3 separate regions of the Manis pentadactyla genome follow, and all the other regions are linked to region 1. A link is a contact called in public Hi-C data. All regions are on one chromosome and are shown on one strand. The core of a region is the stretch at or near the end of the contact, and the rest is flanking DNA. Distances in the headings are between cores, read along the strand shown. Region 1 holds the start of SNRPE (small nuclear ribonucleoprotein polypeptide E). Region 2 holds the start of PLEKHA6 (pleckstrin homology domain containing A6). Region 3 holds the start of PIK3C2B (phosphatidylinositol-4-phosphate 3-kinase catalytic subunit type 2 beta).

What was found. Hi-C and Micro-C count contacts between places; a contact is called where the count stands out from the background.
Region 2: a contact with region 1 is called in a Hi-C map of fibroblasts, with 4 times the contacts expected there. The contact joins the promoter of PLEKHA6 here to the promoter of SNRPE in region 1. A contact is called at or near these places in 2 of 3 Hi-C or Micro-C datasets (fibroblasts and skin fibroblasts).
Region 3: a Hi-C map of fibroblasts shows a contact between it and region 1, with 10 times the contacts expected there. The contact joins the promoter of PIK3C2B here to the promoter of SNRPE in region 1. A contact is called at or near these places in 2 of 3 Hi-C or Micro-C datasets (fibroblasts and skin fibroblasts).

The regions. Positions count from the first base shown.
Region 1 is chr9:123,685,255-123,688,764 of mManPen7.hap1, reverse strand. SNRPE (small nuclear ribonucleoprotein polypeptide E) reads left to right here and starts at 1,378. Exons shown (of 5, transcript XM_036909642.2): 1 at 1,378-1,520; 2 at 2,014-2,040; 3 at 3,101-3,163. The coding sequence starts at 1,467.
Region 2 is chr9:123,318,966-123,322,343 of mManPen7.hap1, reverse strand. PLEKHA6 (pleckstrin homology domain containing A6) reads right to left here and starts at 1,774. Exons shown (of 29, transcript XM_036909653.2): 1 at 1,642-1,774. The coding sequence starts at 1,724.
Region 3 is chr9:123,227,718-123,231,390 of mManPen7.hap1, reverse strand. PIK3C2B (phosphatidylinositol-4-phosphate 3-kinase catalytic subunit type 2 beta) reads right to left here and starts at 2,273. Exons shown (of 34, transcript XR_005029704.2): 1 at 1,539-2,273.

The sequences.
Region 1 (3,510 bases), core at 129-2,628:
GTTGTTTTAATGGTGATGGAAAATTGGGTAGCCATCTAGAAATAATAAACTTGTATCAGTTCTAGGATATACTGGGATAAATTCAAGATGGATCAAAGATTTAAATGCTAAAAAATCTTTAGAAAAAAAAGCAAATCACTTCTAATGAGTTGTATAATCAAATGATTGGTTATAGGGCTCAATCCCCAAGAGTTTAGGACTCAGGACTTCAGAGATACAGGAAAATGCAGAAACAAGGAGCTAAGCCTCTGTGCATCTGAGGTGGGATGGGTATACTGATGTGTTCTGTCCATGCTATCTTTGAATTCAGCAAATCTTGAGTCTCCTCTCTGCACAACCAGATCCTCTGTTGGGTTTGGAGCAGGGAAATTTTAAGAAATCATTATCCCATGTGTTTTATAGCTCTTATAGTTTAAAAATCACTTTACTATTTTTTGCTCTCAACTTCTTTATAAGGTCGGCGTTAAAATTATCCTCAACAGAAGGCCTCAGGCAAGTTCTGATTCTGCCACTTGCCCTAAGTGGTGCCCCCTTAGATGAGTCCTTTCAACTCTGAGTTTGTTCCCTCGTCTATAAGTCAGTATTCCAATTCAATGCAAGTTCTGCCAAGCCACAAGGCCATGACAGAGCCTCGCAAATCCCTGCTGCTCCTCCTCCGGCTGTATTACCAAGGAAACGATATGTTCGAACATTGAGGCCTTAACGTTACACTGCTACTTCATTGAATCTTCACCCTCACGAGGAGGAACATTTTAATCTCCATTTTGTTAACAACTAAGTCGAGACATGGCCAGGTGGAGTAACCTATCCCTTGGTCGTACACCATAAGCGAGCTGGATTTGAGCCCAGCAATCAGATTTCAGGGCTTCCACGCTACATAGCCATGGTCTGTGGCCACCTTATAATAAATAACTCCCCATAAAGTTGATGAAGTTTCACTTGGTTACTGGAGCAAACCACAGTGTCTGGCTTTGAATTTACGGGCACTGTGGCTGAGAACGCTAGATGTGGGAGCCCTGGGCTTAGGCTTCTCGCTGCCCTACCCTCTGCGCTACCACGCTGCCGTCAAGCCTAGATTCCAGGGAAACAGGCCTTAGGTAAAGCGCTAAGGCAACCTGTTTCACAGACAGGGGCAGCCACGTGACGATTCCGCTCTCTGCCCACTCAGAAAATGCCGGCGCTGCGGAGCCGGTGCGTCGGCCGCCTGCCCCCGCGGCGCTCCTCCCGCTTTCCTCCAGGTGGCGCTCTAGGACCGGCTCACGTTCCAAAGTGCGGTCGCCTTCTTTTGGCCTCCCCCGGGTGCTATGAGGCACCGAGAAAAGCGCTCCCCGTGGCTAGAAAGGCATTTCCCAGAAGCCGCTCAGGTCGCTGCGCGGGCACCACCCACTTCCGCTTCCGCTTCCTCATTCCGGACGTTGCTTTTTGAGGAAGCGTGCGGGGCTGTGTGGTCTTTGTTAGCTTCCACCATGGCGTACCGTGGCCAGGGCCAGAAAGTGCAAAAAGTGATGGTGCAGCCCATCGTATCCTACGTGGGGTGTCAGGACTAGGGGGTTCGGGTCAGAACACGGGGGCGAAGGAGCAGACAGGCCTGACGGAGCGGAGTGCGGAGCCGCATCCCGTGGGCCCCCGGGGCCACCGAGACCGGAGAAAGCGCGGGCAGCTGCAGGACCGGTGGGGTGGGAGGTGGGCTCGGGCCGACCCCTGCGGTGGGAGATGCGCGAGTGGAGGGGAGGAGCGGAGGGAAGACAGCTGTGACTGGGTACGGGTGGAAGTCGGAGCTGTCGGTCTCCAGAGGGAAGACATCGGCTCCAAGGAAACTCCAGGAGAACAGAGCGGGAGGGGATTCCTTCCGAGGATTTGGGGGACCCCTAATGTCCCAGTGCGCGCTTTTCGTTGCGTAGACCCCAGACCTCTCGTTGAGAAAGCAAAGGCGAGGTATGGGGGTAGGATTGAGCAGTTTTAGGGAGCAGAGTCTATGCTCTGCGTGTATTTTTTCCTTAACCGCTGGTGCAGAACCTCATCTTCAGATACTTGCAAAATGTACGTAAGTTGTTTGCCGTTTCCTAATTCCTTTCTTAAGTAAAAGGTGAATTTATTTGGTTGTGTCATTTGTCTAGTCACTGGTTCCTAGAGTTAAAAGTAGATGAAACGAGATTGGAGGGGCATTTGAGGTGAAGGGGTGCAGGAAAGCGCCGAATAATAAAATGGTGTGTAGCCACGCCAACCCCCATGCAACAAGAATTGTGCCATTATTACTTTGCAATAGCAAAATTACTAATTTCAAAAAGTAGGTAGTGGTGGACGTGACTGACATTGGTGCTGGGGTATTGGTACTTTAGTTGGTAGTGATTATGGCCAGAACATTGGAACCTTCTACCCTGCTTCCCCCTAGGTTGAAACACAACAAGAAGAATCCAGTCAGCGTTTAAACCGTGTCATAGGTTGTGTTTAGTACCTGGGAGAAAGGTTACGTATAGAAAAAAAGAGGGGAGGGATAGATTCAGAGGATTAAGTGGCATTCTCTTTGTTTTGGGAGGAATTTCAGCAGCTCCCGCTTTGAGTTTGCAGGACAGCGTGTTTAAATTACATCTGAAAGAAAATTTAGCTCCTGTTGCTCTGACAGATTTTACTCTGTGACAGCACAGTTGAAAAAAAACATTAATTTCAAGCCCCTGTAACTAGAACTGAAGGTTCCTCCTATGGTTGTTTGGTATGAGATATGGAAAACTGAGAACCTAGAGAAAGCTGTTTTGGACCTGGATTTTGCTGTAGCAGATCAGAAAGACGCCCTTGGTCATTAGAAATGTCTGCGTTTGCATATTGTCACAAATTTTCCCTCTGAATATATTGAGGCTAGAAGCAGTAAGAAATAGTTGAGTCCTAAGATCGCAGGACAGTTATTAACTTAGTCCCAATAGAGCATTTATTAAGTGGGAATTTTTCTTGTCAAGGAGCTAGTGTTGGTTGTCAATTCTAGATATGAGTCAAGGGGTTAAAATTCTTGGCTTTTATTAAAGTTTTTCTTAGGAGCCGTATTTCTCTACTGTTTGACCAAAATGATTTTGTTTACTTATTTAACATTTCTTTGTGATTATTTCAGAGATCTCGGATTCAGGTGTGGCTTTATGAGCAAGTGAATATGCGGATAGAGGGCTGTATCATTGTGAGTACCCAGGGTATTTTCCTTCAGAGCAGTTTGTTCGTAAGAAAAGACTTCACAAAAAATGTCCAGCCAGAGCAATATACAAAAAAATCAATGACCCCAACCTCAGGACAGTTTATCAGGGCCCACGGTCCTTGCCTCGCTGTTCTATTTTGTAGGAATTGGGTAGTTTATAAAAGAGAGGCAAAATTCATTGTTAAAAATTATTTGAACAACAACGGTAGTGTTTGAAGGAGGGGACCACAGAAATAAACTTAGAGGGGAGTGAGAATCAATGGAGTATTAGATCTGAATAAGGTGTTACCTGAATGGAGCTGGGTTGGGTTAGTTAAAGACTTCCAGGATGG
Region 2 (3,378 bases), core at 525-3,024, 370 kb after region 1:
CACCCATCCGACACCTCTTCCCATAGGCCTCTGCTCCAGGACTTCTTTCACCCTAGTCTCTCTCCTCCACAATCCCCTCAAAAGCCTCCTCCTTGGAAAATGTCACTTTTCTTTGTTGTGTTCCTCCACCATCCTGCCAATACCTTTAGAATATATCCACTTAGTTTCTAAGTATTCATTTGCATCTTCTCCCTCCTACCTTCAAGGAAAAACAAGTATCTTATTGTTGTTTATCTCCCATGCCTAGCACTGCAGCAAATAGTGGATACTCAGTGAGTGTTTGTGGACTGAAGGATGGAAAGAAGCTGGTAGGCAGGCAAGAGATTGGGAAGAAAGACGAGAAGAGCCAAATTAACGTCATCAGAATAGCTGAGGAGATGATGGAAATTCAGATTCCAAGGCCCTGCCCCAACCCTTCTGAATCGTCATCTCTGGAGGTAGGGCTCAGGACTTGGCCTTTTTCATAGGCCTTCTTTAAGTGAATCTTGTGACTCTAAAGTTTCAAACCACGGACAAAAGGGACTCTAGTTCTAATACTGCAGAAGTTCCGTTATTTAAGAATCTGACCCAGGGTCAAATACTTTAGCAGAATTAATTTTTAAGATAATCTAATTACGGCATCGATTATGGGCATGGAGGTGATAATTACAGAAAAACGGACTAAAGCACATGTGGAGACTGAAAAACACCAAAGAGAGGCCAGTGGCCACCTGAGGCCCTGCAAAGGCAGTTGGGTACAAGGCAAAAGGAGGCAGCGCTCTGATTAACAGGTGGTGTTCTCTCCGACAAGCCCTCCCGTTCCCCCATCTGAAAACTGAGGGGGTTGCGGCAAGGTCCCTTTCCGCTCTAATGTTCTGTGAGTGGCCATCTGAGGACAGGAAAACTCACCACGTATGGGTAACCGCTCAGAACGCTTCTAGACTTGCTGTATTACCGGGAGATTTCTATCCTGGCAAAAGATGACTACAGAGGGAGCGGGCCAAAGGAGCACCGGCGGGGCCACTCTGTTATAATGAGATTATGCCAGAGCCATTTTGGTTTATGAAATTAATACAACAGCGCTAATATATTACTGAGAGCCGCGAAGGCCCAGTCTCTCCAAAGAACGCCAAACGAACTGCAGGCATCTTCTCCTTCCCCTTGACCACTGGCCCACAAGGAAGCAGGAAGGAAGGGGCTGCCGCCCTGGCACACTGGGCCCCGGGGCGAGGGAGTGCCCGGGGCTGGCGGTAGAGGCAGGGTCTCCTGATGTGAGGTCAAGCCCGAGTCTGCCCTGGGCAGCTCTGGGCTCGGGGAAGAGACAGCCCTGGCCATGTAGTGGCGGAGCGGAAAGGACGGCGCTGCAGGCCGGGCCCGGGGCCTGGCCACCCTCCTCAGGGCCCCCCACTCCGCACCTGTGCCTGCAGCGGAGGGAAAGGCCAGCGCCCGCCCTGCCCAACCCTGCCCTCCGAGAGGGACTTTGACCCACTGAGGAGAAGGCGGGAGACACATTCAAACAGGCGGCGATAAACTTATTAGTCATGCCTGCTGCTCAGCCACCGCTTCCCCCCACTCTCTGCGGGCGGCCCCCAGCCCTGCCACCTTTCAAGTCGGACAACTTTAAAGAAAAAGGCAGGAAAAAAACGAGAGGGGCCAACGTACTTGATGAAGAAGACTCTGCCCCCGCGGTCCACTCCGTAGGTCCACCGGCCGGGCAAGTCCAGCCAGTCGATCTCCTCGGCCATCTCGGGGTCCCGAGCCCCTCGCGCTGGCCGGCCCCGGGCGCTGCGAGGGCCCGCTGCTCCTGGAGGCAGCGCCGGTGGGGGGCGGGGGGGCGCCGCGCGGGCCGGCGGCTCGGGCGCCCCTCCTGGGTCCCTGGCGGCGGCTCTGGCCTCCCGCTGGCGGCGGCTGGCCGCCCGCCGGGCAGCAGGGAACAGCGAGACTTAACCCTGGCCGGGCCGGGCCGGGCCCCAGACCGCAGCCGCCTGCTGCCGGGGTCGGCGCTCCCGCCGGACGGCGCCCGAACTTCAGGACCGGCGGCCGGCGCGGCGAGGACTCCTGCCGCCGGGCTGCGCCCCGCGGCGCCGCGGTCCCTCCCGGAGCGAGCAGGTGGCCGCGGCCGAGCGAGGGGCGGTGGCGCTCCGCTCGCAGCTCCGCGCCCGCACTTGAACCACCGGCGGGCGAGGGAGGCGGGGCCCAGCCGCCGCCTCGGAAGGTGATTCGCAGCCGCAGCCGCGGGTCCCCGAGTCCCGGCGCAGGGCGCGGGGAAACCAGCCTGGCTGCAGGAGCCTCGAGTGAGGAACCTGAGCGACGTGTCCAGCCACCGAACGGGAAGGGGGAAGTGGTCAGACCTGGTTCGGCTCGGTGGGAGGTTAGCGGAGGACAAAGGTCAAACGCAGGGAAGGGTGGCACGGGTATGAGCGGCAAGGCGCCCAGGAGGCCCTTCTTGCAGAGATGTCAGCCTCAGCAGGCAAGCTGGCCCTCGGCTCTCTTTCCCGGCACTTCTTCCCAGAAGCCTGCCATGACTAAGTAGAATCGGAGTGAGGCCTTAGAAACCTGCTCAGAAACCAACAGCGTTCATGTCCCTTCTCCCTAACTTGAACTAGAAAACTAAAGGGAAAAGAGGGGGGCGGAAAAAAAGAAGGGAATGTGTTCTGTACACAGAATGCAGGTTGCAAGCTTTCAATACTGGCATATGAAGAGGGTGTTGCGGGAGCCCACGTGGTCGGCTGTGTCTGGGTCTACATCAAGGTTGGGGTCCGGTCGGCTTTCCCAACTTACTCAGGACCTGCCCCTGGGCCTGCGATAGATGCACAGGTTCATTCAGTCCCTGTGCCAGACCCAAGGGAATCATTAGACAATAGGAGAGACGGCTGCCTTTAGAGGAAGCAACGCGCCACATGGCAGTTGGCAGGGATCGGTTGAGTATGCATACTCATTGTGAGCATTAGGAAGCGATTTTGATCCCTGGTCCACCTAGGTGATCCCTACTCATCCCTTCAGGGTCTACCGTGTGTTACCTCCTCCCAGAAGCCATTCCTGACTACACCAGATTTCTATGCCCATCCTTTACGTGTCATGACACCTTATTAATAACCCTGTAGTGGACTTACCTCGCTGTAAGGCAATCCTTGATGTACTCTCTGTCTCCTTCACTGAGCTGTGTGCTCCCGAGAGCAGGCACTCCATCTCATTCATCTCTACAGCCCCAGCACCTAGCTGGGGCACCCAATTAGTGTTAGACGAATGACTAATTCTGTTATAACTGGGAAACAACTATAAACACAATCCTGTACTTTTGGACCTTATGGGCCTGCCGAATATAACCATCAGCCACATCCGGGTGTGTGGTGGGGAGAACTTTCTGGAAAAGGAAACCGCCAGTGAGCCTTCCCAGGT
Region 3 (3,673 bases), core at 1,024-3,523, 460 kb after region 1:
TTGGGCTCACCCAAAGGCCAAAGGAGAAGCAGCCATGGCTTCAGTCTGTGGCTCCGGCTCAGAGCCACCATCTCCTCAGACACTGGCTGTGAGGCAGAGCTATAAAATGTGCCTCGACTTAATTTTTCCATTGACACAACCCCAGATGAGACCGCCAGGCTCTGCAGGAGCTGCAGTTCAGAAGCCTTATAACCTCTTTTCTCTGGGATCCACAGCTAGTATTGGGAGTGGGAGGGGGAACATCATTTGGGGATCAGGTTTACCACCCCCTGGACCATTTCTCTTCCAATATCTTTCCAAGGCCTAGTGCAGCAATAGGATAAGTTCTCATTCGGCGACCGATACGGGGTTGGAATTCAGTGCAAATTGCTTACATCTGCTTGGCTACATCGCAGTCAGGTAGTTTAGAAAGAGAAGGAGGGGCAGTGCTGGCCTACTTCTGGGAGGCTGGGTAGCTGTGCTGAGGAATCTGGTGCCATGCTGGGACCAGCCAGCCCAGGGTACAAAATTCCCCAACAGCATTGAGAAAAAAATACCAGGGCAGTGGGAGACAATAGAGATTCCATCCTAGGCATGGCTGGTGGGACTGGGGCAGGGAAGCTACGAAGACCCCATACGGGGGCAGAGATGGAAGGAGAGAAAGCTGGCCTTAGGGAGCAAGAGCAATAGCAGATTGCTTACACACATCAACACACACACACAACAACAACACACACACACACACATACACACATTCTCTCTCTCTCTCTCTCTCAGCCAACTCGGGTGTGTACACTAACGAATCTCATACATTTGGTAACCTCTTCCCAGAGCCCAGGAGCCCGCCAAGCCCCTGGGGCTCCCCACCCTACCCCACCTCACCCCAGCTTGGCAGCCTCCCTTGGGCTTGCTGCTGCGATCGCTCCCCAACATCAAAGCCGCCGCTGTGGGGAGCTGCAAATGAGAGCACAGGCCCGGAGAGCAGCGCCTCCCTTGAGGCCCCAGGAGCTCAAGCTGAGGGTCCGGGTCCCTCTCCGTCTCCCGCAGGGTCTCCTTTTGCTGCGGTGTCCTTATAAGGGAGAAGCCAAGTCTGCCATTCGTCTGGCTAAAAAAATGTATATACTTCCCAGGCCATGTGCTGACTTTTCACCCACTACAAGAGAAAGCACCCCCCACCCCCACTTCTGGGCAGGTTTTGTGTTATATTTCTCATTTTAACCGAACGAACCCCGAAACCATTGGCTGGTTCAGATCGCTTTGCAGCTGTGAGCCAGGAAGTGTGGGAACGGGGTGGGACGGGGACACCCGGGGGCCCAAGAACCCCCGAAACTGCGAGAGTGGGGTGGCGGTGGGGTCGGCAACCTGCTGGGCACCGCGGGCCGGAGCTCTGGCGCCCACGGCTCCGCGGCTCAGCCAGCGGCCGGGAACCCGCGACTCCTTCCATTGTTGCACCTCGGCTGTTGCCATGTTGGAGGGAGAGCCCCTTGACCTCGGCTCCCTCCCCTCCGCGGGCAGTCTGCAGCCCCCGGCCTGGGGCTCTCCCCGGCGGCGCGTCCTACCTGTGCTCGCCAAGGCTTTCCTGCGAGACCCGACGTGTCTTGTACTCCGCGGCGCGGGGTCCGTGCTCCGCAGCCCCGGCGTCTCCGCACCCGCGCCAGCCGGCCGCACACCTCCTCCGCGCGGACCGCTCCCCGCTCGGGCTACCAGCGGCCGGCGCCGGGCCCGGATCCCCGGGGCAGCGGGGAGGCAGAAGAGGCGCGAGGACCAGCTTGGAGCGGAGAACGTCCTCTCGGCCGAGAGCGTGCGCCGGCCCCACGGTCAGGCAGCCCCGGGCGAGACAATAGCGGGAGCAGCGGGCGAGAGGCGAGAAGCCATCTCCCGGAGACCCGGCGCACTGCACGGCGACGCGCGGCTCAGCCAGACCCTGCCGGGACGGGGAGCGCCGGGCCGCCGGCTCCAGCCCGCAGCGCCCGGTCGGCCGCGGGCGGAGGGCGGGGCGGGCGCGGAGCCCTGACCGCACTCCCCTCCCCTCCGCTCCGCTCGCCTCCCCGCCCGCCCTGCCGGCCCGCGGGGGGAGAGAAACGCGCTGGTGTCTAGTTGTGCTTCAGGAAGCCGGGAGCCGGCATTTCCACTTCCCACTTGGGCGAGGGCTTTTGCAGACCGTCCTTGCCTTTCCCTGCTGGAACCCTGTGCTCTGTGGCAGAGGAAGCCACATCACTGGGCTGGAAATGACTGCGTTTCGAGATCCAGCTCTCGGTTTGAGGAATTCCCCCCACGGTTAAGACAGCGAAGTCTGGAAGAGCCCCTACCTTGAGGGCGGAGGTGGGGCTGGGAGGAGCTGTCTCCGCGCTTTGCACCCTCAACCTCATTCGTTTTCCTGTTCGCTGGAGCGGCTCGTCCGACCTGAGCCCCAGGGAATAGCAATCAACGACCCGTGGGGGAGGGAAAGTAGAGGGTCCTCCAACCCAACGACGGTAGGAAAAACTTCTTGCATACAGTAGGTTATATTTAACATTCTGACCCCCAGTGCCTGTCTTTGAGCAGTGGTCTCTAGAGGAATTTTCCTAAAGCTTCCACCCAGAAGACACCAGTCGTTGGCCAGGTCCTCATTTGCATCAGGTTTGCATAGTAACTATGCTCTCAGATCTCAAAATACATTTCCCTCAGTACCGAATCCTGTTCTCACCACGGCACCCCTGTCTTACTTGGTAGGCTGGAAGATCAACACCTGATGCTCACCTTCCCTCCTCTGCAATCCCCTTCAGGTATCGGGGGGTCTGGAGACCTGCACCTCCCTCAGATGCCCAGGACTCCCCAGTCAGGCTTCTGACTGCCATCCTTCCCCTTCCCTGAGGTCAAGGAAGTGTTTGTTAAAATGCTACTATTCCGGTCTGTCTTGGGTTCACTGAGTTTAAAAAAAAAAATACAGAAGTATCAGAAAGGTCTTTTAAACAAGATATGGGGCTTTTAAATTGTCCTCAATATGAAACTGCACAACGAACCCAACACAATTCCTGGATTCACAGAGTTGGGAGAGGCTTTCAGAACTCAAGGAGAGGACTGTTGGGAAAGGAATCTGAATAACCAGGGGAAGTACTACGTAGGGGAGAAAGCCATATAAAGTTCACAAGTCAAAGGATTTCTGGGGACCTTGTTTTGTTCTCCTGCAAGATAAATCCAGCCAAGTGCAAAGGACCCGTGATTGCAGGGTGCATGAGAAAAGGGGAAAAGAAGCCCAAGAGAGGGAGGCCTTGCTCATGTTTCTTCTCTCTCCCCACGGCAGTGTGACCTTGGGTAGTCCACTCCACTGACCACTCGGGGCTGTCATGAAAATCAAATGAGAGGATATAAAATGAACCATTTTGATGACCAGACAGCCTGCTCTGCACACATATCATAATGTGTATACAATCCTATTCCTGATCCTCAACAGCCTCGGGGGACAAAAACACGCATGCATTCCCTCCTTCCCTCACTGCTTGTTCACAGTACTACTATTTATGGCAGCCTACTCTGTGCCTGTCATAAGGCTAAGCTCAGAAGCCTGAGAAAAGAGTATCAGGAGCCATCACTGTTGATGGAGTGAAAAGTCTAACAGGAAATAGGCCTGGGCTGTTGGGTTGAGAATCATGTCAAAGGCTTTATGATGCAGGTCAGTAGGGGGAAAAATTTGCCTTTTAAGAGAAACCAGGGC